2 separate regions of the Mus musculus genome follow, and region 2 is linked to region 1. Evidence: chromatin contacts called from public Hi-C data. All regions are on one chromosome and are shown on one strand. The core of a region is the stretch at or near the end of the contact, and the rest is flanking DNA. Distances in the headings are between cores, read along the strand shown.

Region 1 (5,838 bases), core at 1,729-4,228:
TTCAAAGGAAAAAACAGATTTCTTAACATTTCACGATGGGAAGCACTGCAATAAATTTGCTTGATTGTTGTAAAATCCCTTTGTTTAACTGGAAGGTTTTTTATATTTCCATTCAAATATTTTCAGTTGAAAATTATTTGATGCCTTATGGAGAAATCAAGACTCTTTCTTATACAAGAGGATGCCTATGACTCCCGCCATGAAGTAAATGCCTTATGACACCTCGGTGGAAGGAAAGTTGAATGTGGCTTATTCGGAATTTTCCCATTTTTTTCTATTAGACTTTTGTAAACTGTGAGATTAGTACTTTGAAATGTTTATGGGATCCACACAGAACTCTTCACTGTGAGACTGTATATGTAGTGGATCTCAAGCTTGCTTCCTCACATCTACAGCAGCATTTTCTGTTATCTCTGCTTAATGGGCTCAGTGTTAAACTGATTACTAATGATTAGTCATTATAACCACAGATTTGTACATCTTTCAGTCATTACTAGAGAAGTTTCTTATTGTGCAGACAGCAATTACCACAGAAAGCCACAACTGATCGTGACTCATAGGATAAAGGACTTCAAAATACACAGCCCTAAATGAGTTATCCATAGCATACCCCTTTCTCCCAAGACTCGGGGATCATTGTGAAAGGAGGGACAGAAATAATATAAAATCTGGACTTGGTGAATAACTAGAAGGAAACATATTTTCGAAAGAGGCCATGGCAGTATTATGGACTTGCATTAATTTTGACAGCATGCACAAAAACTAATTAAGCGAAAGCTAGAAAATATCCCAACAAAGAGAGAAGTAGACACAAAGTGCCACCAGTTGCTGAGGAGATATTGGCACTCTACCTGTTGGAAAGGAGAGAAGAAGAAGGGGAGGGAGAGGGGAGGGCAAGGAGGAAGGAGAGAAGGAGGGAAAAGGTGAGGGAGAGGGAGGGGAAAGGAGATGGAATGAGAGGAGAGGGAGAGAGAGAGGGAAAGGGAGAGGGAGACAGAGAGGATGTGTTTTTCTTTATGGTGTGGACTTTAATAGGTCAACAATACTCCAATAAATGGCCACACATGTATAAACAGCACAGACTGGACTTGATGGGGAGGGAGGGAGGAAGGGAGGAAGGGAGGAAGAAGAGAGAAAGAAAACAGGATTTTATTCATGAGGAAGAGGGGATGGTGCTTGGAGGAGTTAGTCCAGAGACATGAATATGACCAAAATACACTGCACAAAAATGTAGAAGAACTAATAATAAAAGTGAGGAAAATAATATTCAATGTTATTTTTATTATTTAAATGATATATATTTATACTCATATAATGACAGTCTAATATTATATTATAGCTTGATGTTTGACTAAGGCTATTATAACTTATATTATTGCATCTTATACTTTTGGCAATATTTCTTGAATCCTTTCAGAGTTTTATAAGGACTGAAAGTTGACTGAGTCCATTTGTCCCAAATTGGTACAAATAACAAACAAACAAACAAACAAACAAACAAAATGCTATCAAGCATTCTCTGTTTGTTGCTTCCAACAGTTATGATAGATATTTATTTTATAAACTTTCTTTCAACCTTGTTTTTCTGTTTCTGGCAATATTTCAACAACGTTCCTATATGTATGAATTACTTCATGGGTGTGAGGCATGGAAGTATATATACATATATCTTAAGATTATAAGTATGCAGTGCCTTATGTTTTTAAGTTGATAACATGGGGGATTCCAAGGCAAGTCAGGTTGTTGTTACACTGTTCTATTAATAGCAGGGTTACATTCTTGAGTCTTAATCTTCCTTAAGGTATATTATTAACTTTGACAGAAAGATCAAACAAAAGTTCTGGTCTCTTTGGATGTAAGAAATATTTTCATAACAATCTGTGCATTGACATATTACTTACTGGAATCTGATTAGAGTTTACTCACAGGAGCAGAAATTACTCAAGGAAATCTATATTACTAAAGCCCACTCTAGCATGGGTGACAGCCCGTAAAACTTGGAAATCTACAGTATACTAGTACTACTTCCAGGCAGTTGAACTGCTTGGGGATTATCCTTTTCATTTGGCTAAATTGGTCTGAGCCTCTCAGACAACTGGACTGGTGTTAGCTTCCTTTGTGTACTTTGGCTGATCTGCCTCTTCCTGGCAGCTCAGCTGGTCTCTGAGTGGCTCTCAGAAGTCACTGTTTATGTATTCTTGGGAAGAGAGAAGACTGGTAAGTCTAGCCAATTTCTGGAACTTCCTGAGGCCATTGAGTTTACTTTCTGAAGTTTAAGAACTTTCCTGCAGGATGGAATGTTTCACCTCCTCTTAAAATAGTGCCCCTCAACCTGCAGGTCTCAACTTCATTGAGTGGCTGAAAAACTTTTTCACAGGGGTTGCATATAGGAGATTTACATTACAATTCATAAAAGTAGCAAAATTATAATTATGAAATAGCAAAAAAAATAATATTATGTTTCAGTTCATCACAAATGAGGAACTGTATTAAAGGGTTGCAGAATTAGGAAGACTGAGAACCACTTCCTTAGAACAACTTGTTTTACCTCCCTTTTAATATCCTAAGGTTTAAGGAGTTTCCCTGCAAGATGAAAGGTTTTAGTCACAGAGGAGGATGCTATAAAACATGTGCTAATAAAGAAATAATGAGAACCTCTGTTGGGCTTCATTTATTGTGTTTGTTGCTCATGAGAAAGACAAACAGCGTCAGATAAAAGAGAAAGGACCAGGAATGTAGTCTAGGCTGGATGAGGCCATTCTATGGTTCTTTCCTCTCCTTCATGTTACTCTTTTCCTAATGTGTTACTAATTATAGGCTAGATAGCAGCTTGGTCTACAGGGATATTCACTGTGGCTAGAGATTTCACTCCAGCTGTTCTGGGACTGATATGAAATATGCAAACATGTTAGTCGGCCCCTTCATATTATCAGAGCAACTCCCACCTTCTGAGCATGACTAATACAGCCTACAAAAAGCTCTTAGACAAGAATGGTAGCTGGCCCAGAGGAAACCACAGATTTCCTGAGAAGCCTAACATTGTTAGCAATGAGATGAAATGGAAAAAGTTAGCTCTTGGATTTCAAAGCCAAGGCTCTCTGCCCTGAGGAAAGCTTCTAAACTCTGCTGCTAAACACACAAGGAAACAAACTGGGATTATATATTTAGGCCTCCTCCTGGACTACAGACACGAAAGAAAGACAACAATTTAAATCACTCCTTCTGGAAAGAGATTTTATAGTCCTAAAATATGAGAAATACAAACTATATTGATATGTTGTTGTTGTTGTTGTTGTTGGAGAAATTAAGAAATCTTGGTGGAAGATGTAAGATATTTGCTACAAAACATTTTTAAAATAAAACAACTTTATTGATTGAAATACCAGACTATATACAATCAAGGAACTATACACTTAGGTAAAATCTCCATCGAAAAGGATAGAACAGTACAAGCAATGGAATTGAAAAAGAAATGCTTTAACATAAGAGTACAAGTGTTATTGCCTAGATAAATGTAGTCCAAGAGGAGAAGATAAAATAGTGAGTATGAATATTTAAATATTTAATATCGGAGGACAAATTATCAAGAAATTATCTTTATTTACATAAAAATGAGACGTAATACAGCAGAATAAAACAGCTCATTGATTTTCTTTTTAATAGAGAATGCTGTGATAAGGCACAGAGTATTTACTGAGAAATGAGAAGCATTTTGATATTAAGCTTCTCAAGAGAGAAGGCAGTGAGGCAGTATTTTATGTGTTGCAGCTTGACAACACATCTAAAAGCTTGACAACACATCTATGACAACACATTTATGTGTTGCAGCTTGACAACACATCTAAAAGCCCTAGAAAAAAGGAAGCAAATTCACCCAAGAGGAGTAGACGGCAGGAAATAATCAAACTCAGGGGTGAAATCAACCAAGTGGAAACAAGAAGAACTATTCAAAGAATTAACCAAACGAGGAGTTGGTTCTTTGAGAAAATCAACAAGATAGATAAACCCTTAGCTAGACTCACTAAAGGGCACAGGGACAAAATCCTAATTAACAAAATCAGAACTGAAAAGGGAGACATAACAACAGATCCTGAAGAAATCCAAAACACCATCAGATCCTTCTACAAAAGGCTATACTCAACAAAACTGGAAAACCTGGACGAAATGGACAAATTTCTGGACAGATACCAGGTACCAAAGTTGAATCAGGATCAAGTTGACCTTCTAAACAGTCCCATATCACCTAAAGAAATAGAAGCAGTTATTAATAGTCTCCCAACCAAAAAAAAGCCCAGGACCAGACGGGTTTAGTGCAGAGTTCTATCAGACCTTCAAAGAAGATCTAATTCCAGTTCTGCACAAACTATTTCACAAAAGAGAAGTAGAAGGTACTCTACCCAACTCATTTTATGAAGCCACTATTACTCTGATACCTAAACCACAGAAAGACCCAACAAAGATAGAGAACTTCAGACCAATTTCTCTTATGAATATCGATGCAAAAATCCTCAATAAAATTCTCGCTAACCGAATCCAAGAACACACTAAAGCAATCATCCATCCTGACCAAGTAGGTTTTATTCCAGGGATGCAGGGATGGTTTAATATACGAAAATCCATCAATGTAATCCATTATATAAACAAACTCAAAGATAAAAACCACATGATCATCTCGTTAGATGCAGAAAAAGCATTTGACAAGATCCAACACCCATTCATGATAAAAGTTTTGGAAAGATCAGGAATTCAAGGCCCATACCTAAACATGATAAAAGCAATCTACAGCAAACCAGTAGCCAACATCAAAGTAAATGGAGAGAAGCTGGAAGCAATCCCACTAAAATCAGGGACTAGACAAGGCTGCCCACTTTCTCCCTACCTTTTCAACATAGTACTTGAAGTATTAGCCAGAGCAATTCGACAACAAAAGGAGATCAAGGGAATACAAATTGGAAAAGAGGACGTCAAAATATCACTTTTTGCAGATGATATGATAGCATATATAAGTGACCCTAAAAATTCTACCAGAGAACTCCTAAACCTGATAAACAGCTTCGGTGAAGTAGCTGGATATAAAATAAACTCAAACAAGTCAATGGCCTTTCTCTATACAAAGAATAAACAGGCTGAGAAAGAAATTAGGGAAACAACACCCTTCTCAATAGTCACAAATAATATAAAATATCTTGGCGTGACTCTAACTAAGGAAGTGAAAGATCTGTATGATAAAAACTTCAAATCTCTGAAGAAAGAAATTAAGGAAGATCTCAGAAGATGGAAAGATCTCCCATGCTCATGGATTGGCAGGATCAACATTGTAAAAATGGCTATCTTGCCAAAAGCAATCTACAGATTCAATGCAATCCCCATCAAAATTCCAACTCAATTCTTCAACGAATTGGAAGGAGCAATTTGCAAATTTGTCTGGAATAACAAAAAACCTAGGGTAGCAAAATGTCTTCTCAAGGATAAAAGAACTTCTGGCAGAATCACCATGCCAGACCTAAAGCTTTACTACAGAGCAATTGTGATAAAAACTGCATGGTACTGGTATAGAGACAGACAAGTAGACCAATGGAATAGAATTGAAGACCCAGAAATGAACCCACACACCTATGGTCACTTGATCTTCGACAAGGGAGCTAAAACCATCCAGTGGAAGAAAGACAGCATTTTCAACAATTGATGCTGGCACAACTGGTTGTTATCGTGTAGAAGAATGCGAATCGATCCATACTTATCTCCTTGTACTAAGGTCAAATCTAAGTGGATCAAGGAACTTCACATAAAACCAGAGACACTGAAACTTATAGAGGAGAAAGTGGGGAAAAGCCTTGA
Region 2 (5,921 bases), core at 469-2,968, 170 kb after region 1:
ATTCATTTTACTTTGAAAGAATATTGTATTTACAATTTTTACTTTAATTAAAAGCTAAGCATACTTCCCCACTCCTGTTTTATTCTAACCCCTCCTCTATCGCTTCTTATGTACCCCATTTACTCTCAAATTGATGACCTCTTCTTCATTATTTGATTATTATTATTACTATTGCATATACTCATAAATATATAAATGCAACCTGCTGAGCCACATTGTGTGGCTTGCGTGTATGTTCTCAGGGCTGACCACTTTCAACTGTCACGAAGGGAGCTGATCCCTAAGAGAGACTAATTCTCCCCTGCTCAACAATCAATCGTTTTCAGTAGTTCATCAAATCTTTGTGATCCACAAAGATTTCCCCTTTTCATGTTACATTACCTGTTAGTATTGTCATGACTTAAGTCTTACTTAAGCAGCCATGCTGTTGAGGCATCAGGGGTGTAGCTTTCCTATCATTCCAAGAAGTCACAACCTCACAGCCAACTTCCTGACTTCCTTGTCCTATAGGTTTTACAATCATTCCATGTCCTCTTTCCCAAGATTCTATAAAATATAGGTGCAGGAATTGTGTTGTTGATATATCCATTTGGGCTGGGGTTCCTGCAATTAGATGATATATGAGCTATGGCCAGTTGTGGATTTCAATGATGGTCAAATCTAATAAAGAGAAGTTTCTTTAATGAATGTGAGAGCTACATTTATCTGGAAGTGTAAGAATAAATTTTAGAATACAGTTAGGAATGATGCTGATGTAGTAAAGTGGTAGTAATAGGTTTTCCTCTAAATCCATGACTTCATCGACTACATACAGTAGACTAGTTATTAACTCCCTCTTGTTGAGTGTACTTAAGTAAGTACAATTGGACAGCATAGGTTAGAGCCAAGATATGTGTGCCACAATTGCAATATGGCCATATTGGTCAGTGAGGTGCTTCATAGACATCACATCTGGATAGAACTATTGATGGCTTCTCTTTCTTGTCAGGTTGTATAATACTGATACTATGAATGATAGACCACAGGACAGAGGTTTTTTCAAGTTGGATCCAGCTCAAATTTTCCAACTGTTAAGTCAGAATTATGCAGTGTCTCCCACAATAGGAACTTACCTTCAAACTCTGAAAGACAACCAAGGATGGTTGCCTATATCATATTTGGAATCACCTGAAGTACCATGATCAACAATTCAAAAGGATGTTACACACATCACCACTAGGGTTTTCATGAGATTATCTTTGGCTTTTGTAAAGAACATTTCCAGCCCATAAAGCCCAACTTATGAAAGTGGATATGCACACGATCAGAGGAGAAAAGTGACCGTCACTTTTGAATTCTTTTTAGTCCCATGTAAACTGGAAGTAATAATGAAAAACTAAGATTTAAAAAAAAAAAAATAAAGAAAAACGTTGAAGAAAGTAAGACGTTTCGGTGTAAGGCACTCCCATCAAAATGTGTAATTAACAGTAGTAACTAGCATTTGGGATGCTAGATAGTCCAGTCTGACCTTATGCCAAGATCATGGAACAGAATATGGTTGTGTGGTAAATATAATCTGGGCCACACATAAGAACTGATCAAGCCAGATTGTATTAACTGTCTGTCCAAGTCACACTGGGAAATGAGGCATCTGCTGTTTCCTGATTCTAACAGTTTGGGGATTCCCAGATAAAAAGATGTGTCATTACAATCTTGTGGTGTAGACAGGGGAGGGCATGATTCAGCCAAAGCAATCTTTGGACTTTCCCTCCACTGAAGAACCTCTGGGAAGGCTTCCTGGATGCTAAACTCAGTAATCCTTAAAACTGACATCAGCTGTTCCTCTCTCTGAGCATCTGGAGTCATGTCTCTTCCCTAAGGAGACACCAACAGATCAAGTCAAACATGCACCCTGTACTAAAGGGACATGAAAAAGAAGATGAAGGCAAAATGCAGGCAACATATTAATCAGACAAAACTCAAACAATTGCTTCCATTACAGTTGTGATAAAAGGCTGTGAGCAGAAACTCAGGATAGTAGGAAAGCACAGTTTGAATGTTATCTGGAAGTCATGAATCCCTGAGAGTACATTGCTTAATTACTTTGTATGGGTAGTATCATTCTCTCACTTTGTCAAGTCTCTCTAACATTCCAAGACTGGAAATTCAGATTCATAATACGTAAGAACAGGCCTGAGAAAACACTATTTCAGTAGAGATCCATGCCTTAGCATTTTAGAATGTATGGCGGTGTCTACAAACATCCTACCTGGACAGTTGTCATGGATTATCTGCTCAGAAATGCCTGAGTGCTTACCTTTTGTTGGCTGGATTGTATTAAAGAACGCACTTATGCAGCAAACTAGAGGGGAAATTTTGCCAAGCGTACAGCAGAAAATGATGGGCGCTGCTAGCATTACTAAAGAAGGAAAAGTCCTCGATTGCTATGCATCTCAGTTACTGTCTGAAATGTGTGAGGCAGAAATAGAAAGACGAAACTCTCAAATCCTCTACCTTCTAAAATTCTATGAACGTTCACATACACAGTTATTGTGAAGCCAAGTAGGCGGTTGAAAGTTGAATTGTCTTAACAAATAGGAAAGTTAAGTTAGGTAGGGGGATGATTATAAAGGAGAGCTCCCTCCCTCAACTCTTGGGGCTAAATATTTGATGTGCGTGATGCTTTGCGAGAAACATTTGGGACTTTCCCTATGACAAATGTCCAATGACTTCTGTCAAAGCAGGAACTTAACTGAGTTAAGCCTGACTCATTCTAAGTCCATTTGCCATGTGTTCTAGACTTTTCTACTCTGTATCCCAACCTGCCATTGTTCTCACCACCATAGATAGTTTCTTTAGTGTCACTCCTGCACATTCCTACTCAGTGGCTATTGGTGATGTGGTGGCAACTAATAGGCTTCTCAGACAAGCTACTTCTCTCGAAATAAGGGCAGCTAAGCTCTTAGCTCTAAGAAATCATTCCATTTTGATGGGTCCTACAAGTGAGGCATTTGAAGAAAACTTTGTACTCCTTCTCAAATCATATCAAAGGTGAAATAACTGCCAACTGTCCCAACTGTAAAATACTAATTTTGATTGTCTCACCCATGAAACCTCAGCATCAGTAATCCAGGCCCATGCGAAGCACATAAGCAAAGCTCCGCAGTAGCTTCAGTCCCCCCCCCCCACCCCCCCACCCCCGCAAGACAACATCCAGCTGCTGAAAAGAATGCTTCTTTTCCTGATAGCATAAAGAAGATTCAGTTCCGGCATCACTGTCACTGAATATTCAAACATTATGCAAATTAGAAAAAAATTTATTCTGAGCTTTGCTCCTTCATCAAAAAAACCATGACAACAACCACAAGAATTTTCCATAATTCGGCCTACAAAGTTCTCCAGAAATAGAGTGTCTATTAAGTTGGATTTCGGCGTGTAACATTAGAAAGATCAAGTCTTTTGAAAGCCACAAAGAGAATAGAGTTGCGGAGCCTGGTGTTGCCAGGGCAGGACTCCAGACTCCCTGCAAGGTTCTACCCTGCGGTAATAGCTGTTCTCCTTTTCTATGTTGCTTAGGAATCACAAGACCTTTGCTGAACACCATCCTCCACCCCATTACTCATAATTCATATGTTTACCATCCCCCACCTCATCATCCCTGATTGAAACTGCTATAGAAGGCAGGTGTGGGAAATAAGATATTATTGCAATGTAAAGTCAAGCTAGCCATTAGATGCCAAGCTAAATTTCCAAACCAGGGCATAAATCTTTTAAACACCATACAATTTCAAATATTATCTTTTTTCCCCCCTTAAAGCAGAAAGAAACACCTGGCACATTATTTGGAGACTTCATAAAGAAAGAAGTAATGGAAATTATCTTTGACTGGCTGCAAGGATAAGTGGTTAATATATTTTAACTGTGGAATATAAGTATTCCTGTAATCCTGAATCCTGAATGGCAACTCTACCTTTTTCCCCACCCTCTTTTAGCAGTCTCCTCTCTCTCTCCTTTCCTCTCTCTTTCTTTCCTCTCTCTTTCCTCTCTGTCCTCTCTCTCTCTACTCTTATCTGTCCACTCTCTCTCTTCTCTCTCTCCCCTCTCTCCTCTTTCCTCTCTTTTCTCGTTCCCCTCTCCCCCCCCTCTCTCTCCTCTCTCTCCTCTTTTTTCTCTCCTCTCTTTTCTCATTCCCCTCCCCTCTCTCTCTCTCTCTCCTCTCTGTCCTCTCTCCTCTACTTTCTCTCCTCTCTTTCTCTCTGCTTTCCCCTTTTTCTTCCCTTCCTCTCCCCCTCTATCACACTCTTTGGGTATTTATTTCACCTCTTTTCTTAATTTGGGAAGGTATCAAATAGAGTATGTGATACCTATTTGATTTGTACTATCATTTATGAGACAAAAGAGAACCTCAGTGGCTTTCAAACTGCACACTAATCAAACATCCAGTTTCAAAAGTCCAAGAGGGCAGAGTTCCTGACCCTCAGTCCTGTCTCCACCCTGTCAACATTTACTTCAGCCTATTTTGTATCCCACGTGCCAGCTCCTTGAACAGTATCAGACATCTACTCCATAACTACTTGCTCAATTACAGGGGAAAGAATGAATATTTGTTAGAAACCAATATTCTTCTTAAGATTTCATATTTAAAAGAGAGAAATGATAAAATGAAAGGGAAAAGAAAAAAAATGGATCAAATACTCTAATCTAGTTCTACACCCTGAGAGGTAAAGGATATCAGAAACTCACTGTGTGCTCATCTATTCTGATCACATGGTACTCAGTCATTTTCAGTGAGACTGCTGTCCAGCCTGCTTTCTCATAGGAGTATAGGCCATGTAATTAAGATACTGTGTTTCCTTTTTAATCCTGAAAAAGCTCTATTCTTCTGATGGGGGAATAAAGAAAATACAAAGAAAGAGAAAGGAAAGGAAAGGAAAGGAAAGGAAAGGAAAGGAAAGGAAAGGGAAGGGAAGGGAAGGGAAGGGAAGGGAAGGGAAGGGAAGGGAAGGGAAGGGAAGGGAAGGGAAGGGAAGGGAAGGGAAGGGGAAAGGGAAAGGGAAAGGGAAGGGAAGGGAAGGGAAGGGAAGGGAAGGGAAGGGAAGGGGGAAGGGGGAAGGGGGAAGAGGAAAGGGGAAGGGAAAGGGGAAGGGAAAGGGGAAGGGAAAGGGGGGAGCAGGAAGGGGAAAGGGGAAAGGGGGAAGGGGAAGGGGGGAGGGGAAGGACTGCTCCTAGGTATTGTGGAGGAGAGTTTACTGTAGATAAAAGCGAGAGTATAGGCAAAGGCAGAGACATCTGGAAGAGTTCAGAATAGACATAACCAGACTAAGCTGGGCTTTGTGGGGAGATGGGGAGTGGAAGGAGAGAGGAGAAAGAACCAGGTGTAGCAACCAGAAAGCCAAAGGCACAAAAAGGACAGGTAACCAAAATGTCTGGATGATATAGGGAAGAGGCTCTGGGTGGAAGGCAGCTCAGCCCCTAGGCTGGAAAGTTCAGCATAGAGGTCAGCATGTGCCAGCCATACTCTGTAACAAGTAGAGACGAATGGATGCTAGAGAACCCAGAGGCCAGGTCCACTTCAAAATGTTAAATGGGCACATCAGCAATTTGTCCTGGGTTTGAAACTTGACAGTCTTTTCTTTATCTTCTAAACCCTGACTCAAGTGCTTTGTAATGGAATTTGGTCTGTGGTGTGTTAAATGAACAGATAACTAAAGTACATAAATATGGATTTTTTGTTTTTAATATGTGACCGGTTGAGAAACATATCCCGTGAGCCTTTAGTTTAAATGCAACCAGCTCTGAAACAATGGAAATATGGTTTGGCAGCTTCAGCTTCTTTTATCTCTTAGGTCTGAATATTGTAGGTATAATAGACTACATCTCTTAAAACAATCTGTGGGGACATTTCCTTTTGATTCAAACAGGAAACCCCAGAGGACCAGGAA

Evidence for each region. A called contact is a pair of places that touch in the nucleus more often than the background predicts.
Region 2: a Hi-C map of adipose-derived mesenchymal stem cells shows a contact between it and region 1, with 1.9 times the contacts expected there. The contact joins two enhancer-like sites. A contact is called at or near these places in 2 of 484 Hi-C or Micro-C datasets (adipose-derived mesenchymal stem cells and nephron progenitors).

The regions. Positions count from the first base shown.
Region 1 is chr8:54,272,768-54,278,605 of GRCm38.p6, forward strand. No RefSeq gene overlaps it. Among named protein-coding and RNA genes, the nearest start is that of Gm33153, 190 kb to the left of the region's middle. Within about 2 kb of position 2,979, at least 21 of the 459 cell types and tissues checked have an H3K27ac peak or open chromatin away from gene starts, as enhancers often do. A contact at or near this core is called in adipose-derived mesenchymal stem cells, where this site is marked.
Region 2 is chr8:54,448,338-54,454,258 of GRCm38.p6, forward strand. No RefSeq gene overlaps it. Among named protein-coding and RNA genes, the nearest start is that of Spcs3, 79 kb to the right of the region's middle. Within about 2 kb of position 1,719, at least 31 of the 459 cell types and tissues checked have an H3K27ac peak or open chromatin away from gene starts, as enhancers often do. A contact at or near this core is called in adipose-derived mesenchymal stem cells, where this site is marked.